Linked DNA regions of Hordeum vulgare: region 1 is linked to region 2. A link is a contact called in public Hi-C data. All regions are on one chromosome and are shown on one strand. Each heading gives the region's core, a stretch centred on a gene start, on an enhancer-like site or on the middle of the called end of the contact. The rest is flanking DNA. Distances are from core to core; before and after follow the strand shown. Region 1 holds the start of LOC123445119 (ubinuclein-1-like). Region 2 holds the start of LOC123445117 (probable methyltransferase PMT26).

Evidence for each region. Hi-C and Micro-C count contacts between places; a contact is called where the count stands out from the background.
Region 1: a Hi-C map of leaf shows a contact between it and region 2, with 1.9 times the contacts expected there. The contact joins the promoter of LOC123445119 here to the promoter of LOC123445117 in region 2. A contact is called at or near these places in 5 of 6 Hi-C or Micro-C datasets (leaf, seedling and an unstated tissue) and 1 of 1 datasets of contacts at active chromatin or transcription factors (embryo).

The regions. Positions count from the first base shown.
Region 1 is chr3H:564,118,332-564,123,409 of MorexV3_pseudomolecules_assembly, forward strand. It overlaps LOC123445119 (ubinuclein-1-like), which reads right to left and starts at 1,501. Exons shown (of 13, transcript XM_045122053.1): 1 at 861-1,501; 2 at 427-513; 3 at 261-353. The coding sequence starts at 1,175.
Region 2 is chr3H:563,915,020-563,920,043 of MorexV3_pseudomolecules_assembly, forward strand. LOC123445117 (probable methyltransferase PMT26) reads left to right here and starts at 2,212. Exons shown (of 9, transcript XM_045122051.1): 1 at 2,212-2,440; 2 at 2,939-4,086; 3 at 4,186-4,335; 4 at 4,572-4,842; 5 at 4,941-5,024. The coding sequence starts at 3,052.

The DNA.
Region 1 (5,078 bases), core at 251-2,750, 200 kb after region 2:
TTCAGGCAGATACAACAGATAGCAAAAACGGAGTGCATAATTACGATGAAGATGGGAATGGGATCGACGTTGTCAGCAAGCAAAGAGTTTGATTTATTAGCAATATTATATCATCTCTGCATGATTACACAACAATATACAGAGCAGGTAGAAGTTTATTGGTGCAGTACACATCAATCAGATCAGAAAAGATACAGAAGAACCATATGGTCGTTCTCATATGTATATAAGATAAGGCTAAGTAGAATTGAGCAACCAACCAATTCAGCGTCATCAATAAAAGAATCATCAGTGTCATATTGATCGTCGTCCGGTACATCACCAAGATCTTCTTCATCGCTGCTATGTTTACCCTGGCAATTTGAATAGAGTCATAACTCAGTGCATGGACAATTTGGAGTGAAATAATGTCATTATTCGTTTTACCATGTAAAGGCGCTCAATTTTCTCGATAACGGCATTGAACCGATTTGGCTGTGCTGGATCTTCTGGGTCATTTTCTGCAGGGTGTGCCTGATTTTGAATAGTATAATAAACTCGATGTTAAACACACAGAGCACTCCTCGTATGTTCAGCATGCACTATCTGAAACCAAAATGCTTGGTGAAGAGCAATGTATGTGGAATGATAAGGTTGTGGCATGACCAACTACTACAAGAATTACAAAGACAGAAGGAAATGATACTGAACTACTGAAATATCGCACACTTGGCTTCTAGTGCCCTTGCAGCTATTTTGACAGAGAAAACGAGCACACCGATGCAATTATGCATCTAGCCGCAGGTCAAATCTGCGCAGCAAACTATCACACCCAAATCAATCGACAGACAGACAACACCCAAAGCAGGAGCACTGCTTACCGCAGCGGGCGGGCCCGGTTGTGCAGCAACGGCAGGCTCCGCCGGCACCACTGCCAGCGGCTGCGAAGGTGCGGCCGCCGCGTGCCCGGCCTCCTTCAGCAGCTTCTTCCACGACACAATGGTGGTCTCACCGGGCCGGAGCTCCACGGAGAACACCTGCCTGCGGCACCCCGCCGCGGCTCCCGCGACCGCGGCGGCAGGCGGCTGCTGCGCGGCGAGAGGCTGCGGGGCCGCGGCAGCGGAGGGCGCGGCGGCCGTAACCCTAGCGACGGCGGGCGCGGCGGAGGAGGAGGGGGCGGCGACGGGGCCTTCCATCGCGACGCGGGGAGGCGGGGACGGTGTCGGGAGGTCACAGCATTAGATCGAGCCGCGGCGACAGACGGCTAGGGTTTTGGAGGGTTGGGTGTCACGGGGCGGAGGAGCGAGGAGTGAAGGGAGACGAGAGCGCCCACGGTTTCGCGTGGGGAGAGGATTAAAGGAGGCGAGGAGAGGAGGAGGCCGTCGGATTCGGTCGGGGAGAAGGCGGCGGGTGGCGCGGGGATGGGAGCGAATGCGGACGGCGACGCGCGGCGGGGCGGGGTGTGGGATAACCGCCGAGTCGTGTAGCTTTCTCGTCGCCGTTGGCTCGCGGTCTCGCCGCCGTCGGCTCGTGGTTTTAGAGGAGGGAGCCGCGCCTGGGCTTTGGACCTGTTTTTCCTTCCTTGACCTGCTTTACGGCATGCTCGGTCCACATTTGCTATAGCATTTAAAGTTGCACCGGCCCATGGTTTTGGGCCAACGTTTCTAGCCCGTGCTAGCCGTGTTAGGGAACCCTTTTCGTTGTCAAGGATAGATTTGACTTACCACCCCTCGGAAAAAGGATAAATTTATAACGTAATCACCCTGTTGGAGGTGCAGTTTGTATTTTTTTAAGACCGTACACACGAGCCGCTCATATATACATACATACATTCATTTCTATAAATATACACATACATATTCTATTTCTATGAACACCTTCAAAAGATTAGACGGACACATCATGTTGACAATGACGAAGTTACCACAAATGTCTTCATAGTGGACGGAAACACTGTTTCCTCTCACTATATGCACGTCATCAAAAGTTCTAAAATAAATCAAAAAAAAAAATACGAGCACCATGTAAAGTTTAGGACTTGAAACTTGATGGATTAAGACACCTCTGTTTTTCTAACCATCCAACCACGGATTGATTTACAATGCAGTTCACATTTTAGCACGAGATAGTGGCATAGATCCATTTACACAAACAATAAAGTTATATACTCCCTCTGTTGACAAATATAATATGTTTTGATACTTCAGTGTGGACTATATACGCTCTAAAATGAGTGAACAAATGTATACCTAATGACTAAACAAATCTATACCTACTAAATATAGTGTATCAAATAGAAGACATGGCCTTGTAAAATCTTGAACTAAGTGTTTTTTGTTGCAACGCACAAGTCCTTTTGCTAATACAATAAAATTTGTCTATATACATCTGATTCGGTAAAAAGTTATATCATCTTATATTTGTGAAAGGTGCGAGTACAAAAACATTTGTGCAATTCATACTAAACTTTAAACTTTGTAAGAAGTTTATTTGCACGTGTAGCACCATAGCGGACGGCTAAAAGTGTACTAATAATGTCAAAGAAGGTAGGGTAGACTAAACTTGATATGAGGGAGTCCGTAAAAAGAAATCTGAAGCATTGAAGTATCATCAAAGAACTAGCCATAAACAGGGGTCTCTGGAAGCATGCTATACATGTGTGAGAACCATGAAGTGATTGCGAGATCTTATGAGTTTTAAATCTAGCCTACCCTATTTGTTTAGGACTAAAGATTTTAGTGGTGGTGGTGGCGTTGTTGTTGTTGTTGTTGTTGTTGTTTGACTAGTCTTAGTTGGCTCTCGTTTTATATCTCTCCACGCTCGTGAGAAACTTTTAGTCATTAAAGAAATCATATAATACATTGAACCAGTTTTAGAGTGATGTTGCATGTTCAAAAATCTCAAGGAGTTCTAAAAATAAGGACCTTAGAGCATCTCCAACAGCCGCGCTATACTAGCGTCACGCCGCAAAAAAGGCAATTATAGCGCGCGCGCAACGCGGCGGACAGCTCCAGCGGGCGCGCAAAAACCACGCGCGCGCTAAAACGAGTTGGACGCGCTGGCTATAGCCTCATCCCGTGTTTTGTATTTCGGGCGTCCACTTCCGCGCGCGGCAGACTCGAGCGCGCGCGCGAACTCGCCCTTTTCTTCCTCCTTTGCACCCGCGCGCGCCGGCGCCAGCGCCCCTGCCACCATGGACGCGCACACCGACACCCCGCTGACCTCGTTGTACAGCCGCGACCCCCCCGCCGCCGAAAACCCTAGCGCGGCGAGCGTTGGCGCTGGCGCTGGCGCCGCCGCCGCCGGAGCTCCGCCGACCGTCGGCCTCGCGCGCAGCCTCTTCTTGCCGCCGCGGATGACCACGCCGACGGGTGGCGTCGCGCCGACGCCGTCCCGTGCCGCCGCCGCACCGTCAAAGCTCCGCAATGCGTCGGAGCCGAAGAAAGGAAAAACATCCGCGAAGAAGAAGGCGACGGACGGCTCCGGCAGCTCGAAGGCGAAGAAGAAGCTTGCAGGGCGGCGGACGGGCGCGGCGTCTACCGAAGCGCCGGCGAGCTCACTCGTTGAGCCGGCGGCCGACGCGCACCACGTGTTCGACAAAATGCCCCCAAGGTGAAAAAAATTCCAACTTTTATTTTCTTGTTATTTTTTCAATGCATCATCATATAGATAGCTTATATTTGCATTGTTCAAAAAACTTTGTAGTCTCAACGATGATGCATACATGTTAACTATGGGTGTTGGGTCCAACAATTCGCATTGGTCTCAAACCAATGACATCCATTTGAGCGACCATGAGTTTGAGGTGGACGAGGAGGGTGAGGGCATTGTCGAGGCGCCGAAAGGAAGAGCGGGCAATTACACCACCAACAATGACAAATTACTATGCAATACTTGGTTGCAAGTGTCGAGGGATCCATCCGTTGGAGGTGATCAAAGTAGAGATGCTTATTGGGGGCGAATGAAAGAACACTTTGATGCTCAGAACGTGAGTGGAATTGACCGCTCCGAGAGATCACTTCGATCCCGATGGTCGACAATCAACTCGGATTGTCAAAAGTGGGCGGCCGCACAAAAGGCAGTTGACAAGCTTAATCCAAGTGGCACAAATGAGGATGATAGAGTAAGTGGCATCTCATACATGTTCATCATACTTGTTTTTGGTGTCCGAAGTGCTAACTTGTTTTGTTTTTCTTGTAGTACAACATTGCACAAAACTTGTTCAAAGAAGAGACGAGGACAACCAAGAAGGGGAAGATCAAGAAAGGAAAGATCTTTACCTTGCCTCATTGCTATGAAGTGTTGAAGGATGATGAGAAATGGAAGAAGCGTGGAGATTTGGATGATTTGCATTTGAGAAACAAACGCAAGCGCACAATTGAGTTGAATGATGATGATGAGGAGGATGATGCATTAAGTGATGACGACAAGAGAAGCCCCACACCCAACTCGGTTTCATACTCGAAACCAAAACGACCGGATGGGTGCAAGAAGGACAAAACCGAAAAGAAGAAGAGGAAAGGAGATGATGAGCTCACAAATGCTATGGAAGCTATTGAGAAGGCAAGAAAAGAAGCGAACGAGGTGAGGAAAATGGCAAGGAACCAAGATGCCGCGGCCGAGGAGAGGAGGTTGGCGACCGAGGAGAGGAGGGTGGCCGCCGAGGAGAGGAAAGTGGCATTGGAGGAGAGGAAGGTGGGCATGGAGGAGCGAGCTAAGTTGTTGGAATGGGAAAAGCACTTGTTCTTCTTGGACACATCTTTGTTCAATTATGCACAAAAGGAATATGTCAACCTTGCCCAGGGAGAAGTGTTGATTCAAAAAAGAGCCATGATCCGCACAATGGGTGGCGGTGGCCTTGGCGGCATGGGTGGCGGTGGCCTCGGCGCCATGAGAGGCTTGGGTGGCTTCAGAGCCATGGGAGGCATGGGTGCACCTCCGACCGCCATGGGAGGCATGGGTGGCTTTGGAGCACCCTCCAACGCTATGGGAGGCATAAGTGGCTTTGGAGCACCCTCCAACGCTATGGGAGGCATGGATGGCATGAGTTTTGCTTCTCTCATGGGAGGCATGGGTGCACCTCCGGCCATGGGTGGAAT
Region 2 (5,024 bases), core at 962-3,461:
GCGCAACGCGACGCACCGGTTGGAGTTCGCTGACTCGGACGACCCACTACCACACAATGTGGCGGGCGAGGAGCCGGCGAACATGCGGCCTCTTGACAACCCCGTGACAACGACAGAGACGAGCAAACGGTTCTACGGGGAGATTGCCAAGCACAACGAGGATTGGTCTCGCGCCAAGATCACTGCCGCCAATGCCACCTCATCCAAGGTCCGCCGGCCTCTCCCCTTCCTGCCCATGTTGTAAGCGGCGAGGCCATCATGCGCACGGTGCAGGAGGAAGCCCTGTCCTAACTCCGCCACCTTCCGCCGCCCCGAGCCCGACGATGACAACTCCGACGACAGAGCGGACGATGATGACAGAGGAGGAGCCACCGACCAACCAGGCATGGTGTATGAGGTCACCATCAAGTATAGGGTAGTTTAGGGTTTTAGTTTAAGGTTTTTAGTTCACCAGATGGAATATCGTTTGGTTTTATGTACAGATTATCCTATTTCAAATGAAATAGGTCGTGTTTATATCAAAATTCGCTAGGTTCACACGAATTTTGTTCGTTTGGTTCGAATTGTTGTTAAAATGTATGCGGCTATGGTTAGATGGCATCCTCCCTCATCCGTGTCTACGCACTGATCCCCCTGTCCGTGGACGGATGCGGGAGGAAATTTGAGGGTTGTCGATGGACATGCCCTTACATGTTGCTTATTGTGATGAAATAATTTTTTTTTGAATGAAATGCTATTGAATGTTCCTATGGATTGTGGGTATGGGTTTCCGTGAGAATGAAAACCCACAAAACTCTCATTCCTCTCCCTCCCACGCATAGACGATTAGGGTCCCCTTGCCTCCCATCGCGGTGGCCGCCGATCGGCCTCGCTTCTGTTGCCTGCAGGCCATGGAAGCGGGGTGGATCTCGTCCCTCGTTGATGGGAGGGCTCCATTTTCCTGCTTTTAGGGTTAAGGTTTGGTGGGATAACACTCAAATGATGGCGGCGACATCTTGTTTAATATGGTCTTCCCGGCTTCAGCCTCATCTTGGCGGCGATGTCGAGAAGATTGTGGGAGTTGTGTGGTTCTTGAGGACTTCTTCTGGCTATGTGGATATCCTGATCATCAATGAGCTTCATAAACGATTCTTCCTCCTTCATCTCCGGAAAGATGTGGTCTTCTTACCCGTTCGACGACTTCCCGCCCGCATCCAACTACGTCAGGCCGACTCAAGAAGGAGCGGTAGTGCGGCACGCTGCCGACATGGTCTAGAGGTTGAAGACGAAGGGCATCTCAAGGATTTCATTATAGTTTTCATTTTTGTTGAGGTGCTTTGTACTGTCCGATGTTTCTTTTAATGCGAGGGTCCTATTCGCAAAAAAACTCGTGCGAGGACGAGGATGGATTTTTTTATCCTCGCGGATGGGGGCATGGACAGAGATATGCATGAAGAGACTGTCACGAGGACAATGATGAGAGTCTAATACATGCCTAGATAATCCCCATTGCCAACTTGACCGAGTATCGAATAAGGAAAACAACGATGGCGGAGCCTTCCATTCACATACTTTTCAAGATGGCATGGAGTCCATGCACGTGGGATGCCACCCTTCCATGAACAACGGCGACAGTCATTTGAGTACAAAGGGCAAAGGCAGAAGTGAAAGGGTCAAACTCCTCTATCGGGGAAAGACAGTAAGATCTTTTTAAAAAAAAATCACTTGTTTGAAACATCTAAAATGTAGAAATGGCTACAAGAAGCATTTTTGTCCAACATTGATGTTTTTTAATTGGTCGACAATATGTCGCTAGATTATGGTTCGCGGACATCTCATCTGTAATGGGATCAACATGATTTATTGGTATTATCAAATAATATAATTAATTTGAATGTGTGTGTGTCCTGGGTTATACATTTTGAAAGAAAAAATCAGAATATTTTGGAATAGATATATATATTTTTCTTCTTATTGAAATAGAGGCAAAAGACATATGAGAATGAGTTTATCTTTCATAGATTTTTTTTTAGTGTTGATTGATATAATCATGCTTTTTTTTAACACTTGATATAATCATGCTTCACTTACTCCGAGCGTGAGTAGACAAAAGTACACGTACTGGCTTGTCACAATAATGCGAGCCCGAGAGGGCAAATCTGCAAAAGATGGCAGCTCATGAGAATCCCACATTTTTAGTCAAGATTCTCGCACTAATTTAACCCGTGCGTACGGCCATCGCCACTGCCCCCATCCATCTCCTTCGCTCGCTCGCACTGTCACACACACGACACACTCCACTGCCTGCCCTCGCTCCTCCCCCTCCCCCTCCCGCACGCTAGCTGGAGGCCAGCCCTTTATAACCCGGCGAGGCCACGCTGCGGATCCAAGCACTCCTCGATCCCCTCGCCCCCTCCTCGAGATCCGCTCGGAGCCGCGCCCCAGCTCCCCGGCCGGCGAGGTACGAACCCACCGACCGACTCCGCATTGCCCGCCTCCCCCTCTTCCCGCCCGCCGGAGCGGATCTAGCTCGAGCTTGTCCGTCCGTCTGATTGGGTGGTGGTCTAGTGCACCGCTGTGCTATGGCGTCCGCTACTAGTTGTGTTAGATTGCGACCCAGCTCGGAGCCAGCTCTGCCCACAGATCCGATTGCGATTCGCGCAAGGGAATAGGGGGATTTGCCTGATTTTTTCCTTCATTAATGCACGCGCTTTGCATCCATGTTTGCATGCTTGCCGATAGAAGGGGATTTGCTTGCCTTTTTCATGGCTTTCCTCTTGGGAAGCGTCGCCTTGGTAGGGAACATGATACGGAAACGACACGCCTTTTTGGGAGTTATATCATTGAGTTTTGTAATGCTCTGCGGATCCGGTGCTTCCTTCTTTAGATCTGGTGGTTTGGTTGGTAGTATAAATTTCTAGTGCTCCGGGCTCTAACGATGTAGTTTAATTTGCTTTAGGTGCGCGCGGTGTGTGGCAGGAAGCAGCAAAGCTCTGCAACCTTTGGTGGATCGAGCTGATATAAACAGGCCGCGTGCAGCGGGGTGGTCCTGTACATGTGCTAGTGGGACTGATGGCATTCGGCCGAGGCGGGAAGATGGACGGCAGGCGGCCCTCGTCGCCGTCTTCGTCGTTGTGCACGACGACCACCGTCGTGGTGTTTGTGGCGCTCTGCGTGGTGGGCGCCTGGATGATGACGTCGTCCACCGTCTTCCCGGTAGAGCCGACTTCAAACAAGAGGTCGGAGCCACTAGAGGTATCAACATCCAATAAGAAGACGGAGGTCAAGGATCAACGCGCAGAAGTTGGCTTTGGTGAAACCGAGGAGACGGCGACATCCGGCAATGCTGGCTCGGAGAAATTCGAGGACACTGACAATAATGACAATGTTCCAGATGAGTCGCATAGTAACAGGGATGCTCCTGAGGAAGAGAAGTTCACTGAGAACACAATGGAGAAGCCTGTGGAGATGTCTGAAGAAAAGGAACCGCCAAAAGAAAAGGAGGACAGCAAGGATTCCTTTGATGATGCGAATGGAAAATCCGAAGGGCATAGTGCTAAGGAGGGTGGGGAGTCTGGCGATGAGGAGGAGAAGAGCGAGGAGAGGAAAGATAAGGAGACCAACACTGACAATGATGTTGAAAAATCTGATGGAGAGAAGAAGGAAGATCAAGAAGGAAAGTCTGAGGATGATGCAACTGAACAGCCTCAAATCGAGGAGAAAGTGGAAGAAAGTGGAGAGAAGGAACCAGCTGCAAAAGCTAACGAGGTATTTCCTGATGGAGCTCAATCTGAACTTCTCAAGGAGTCGAATACCGAGAATGGGTCATTCCCTACACAGGCCGCAGAGTCAAAGAATGAGAAGGAAGCTCAAGCAGCATCAAAATCTTCAGGTGATGAAATCACCTATAGCTGGAAATTATGTAATAGCAGCGCTGTGACAGATTACATACCTTGCCTTGACAATGAGAAGGCTATCAAGAAGCTTCATTCTACCAAACATTATGAACACCGCGAGAGGCATTGCCCTGAGGAGCCCCCGACTTGCCTTGTCCCACTTCCGGAAGGATATAAGCGCCCCATCGAGTGGCCCAAGAGCAGGGACAAGGTACTTCTGTCTTTTCATGGTGTTTCCATAACACCGAGTAATCTTCGGTTGATCAATATCCCCTTCTTGTGCTTATTATAAGTAACACTACTTTTGCAGGTATGGTACAGCAACGTTCCTCACACCAAGCTTGCAGAGTACAAGGGCCATCAGAACTGGGTTAAAGTTTCTGGGGATCACCTTCTGTTTCCTGGGGGCGGAACTCAGTTCAAGAATGGCGCACTCCACTACATCGATACTATTCAGCAGGTTTATTACCATTGCCCCAATTATGACTTACTTCCATACATCAAAAGTTGATTAATAGTATAACACATACCTAAGTCTCAAGGGAAATGTTTCCATCACTCCTTTGAAGGAGTTTGCACATGTTTCAGGACTCTGATGATGAAATTTGCATGTTCTTTTTTTGAAACCAATATTATCACCATATCATGGTGTCCGAAGTCTATGCATTTACATGCTTATCAAATTACTATGTGCAGGCTTTACCTGATATTGCATGGGGTAAACGAAGCCGTGTCATTCTAGATGTTGGTTGTGGAGTTGCTAGCTTTGGTGGCTACATGTTTGATAGAGATGTGCTTACCATGTCATTTGCTCCAAAAGACGAGCATGAAGCTCAAGTACAGTTTGCGCTGGAGAGAGGAATTCCAGCAATATCAGCTGTAATGGGCACCAAGCGACTTCCATATCCTAGCAGGGTTTTTGATGTCATTCACTGTGCTCGCTGCAGAGTCCCTTGGCACATTGAAGGTTTGTCTTGTGGTGGCATGTTTACCCTTCGATATCTCCTGGTAGCTACCGTGTACTGTATGATATGAATACGGTTTACGACAACTGGTTACTTTCAGGTGGCAAGCTTTTGCTGGAATTAAACCGACTATTACGTCCTGGTGGTTACTTCGTCTGGTCTGCCACTCCTGTTTACCAAAAGC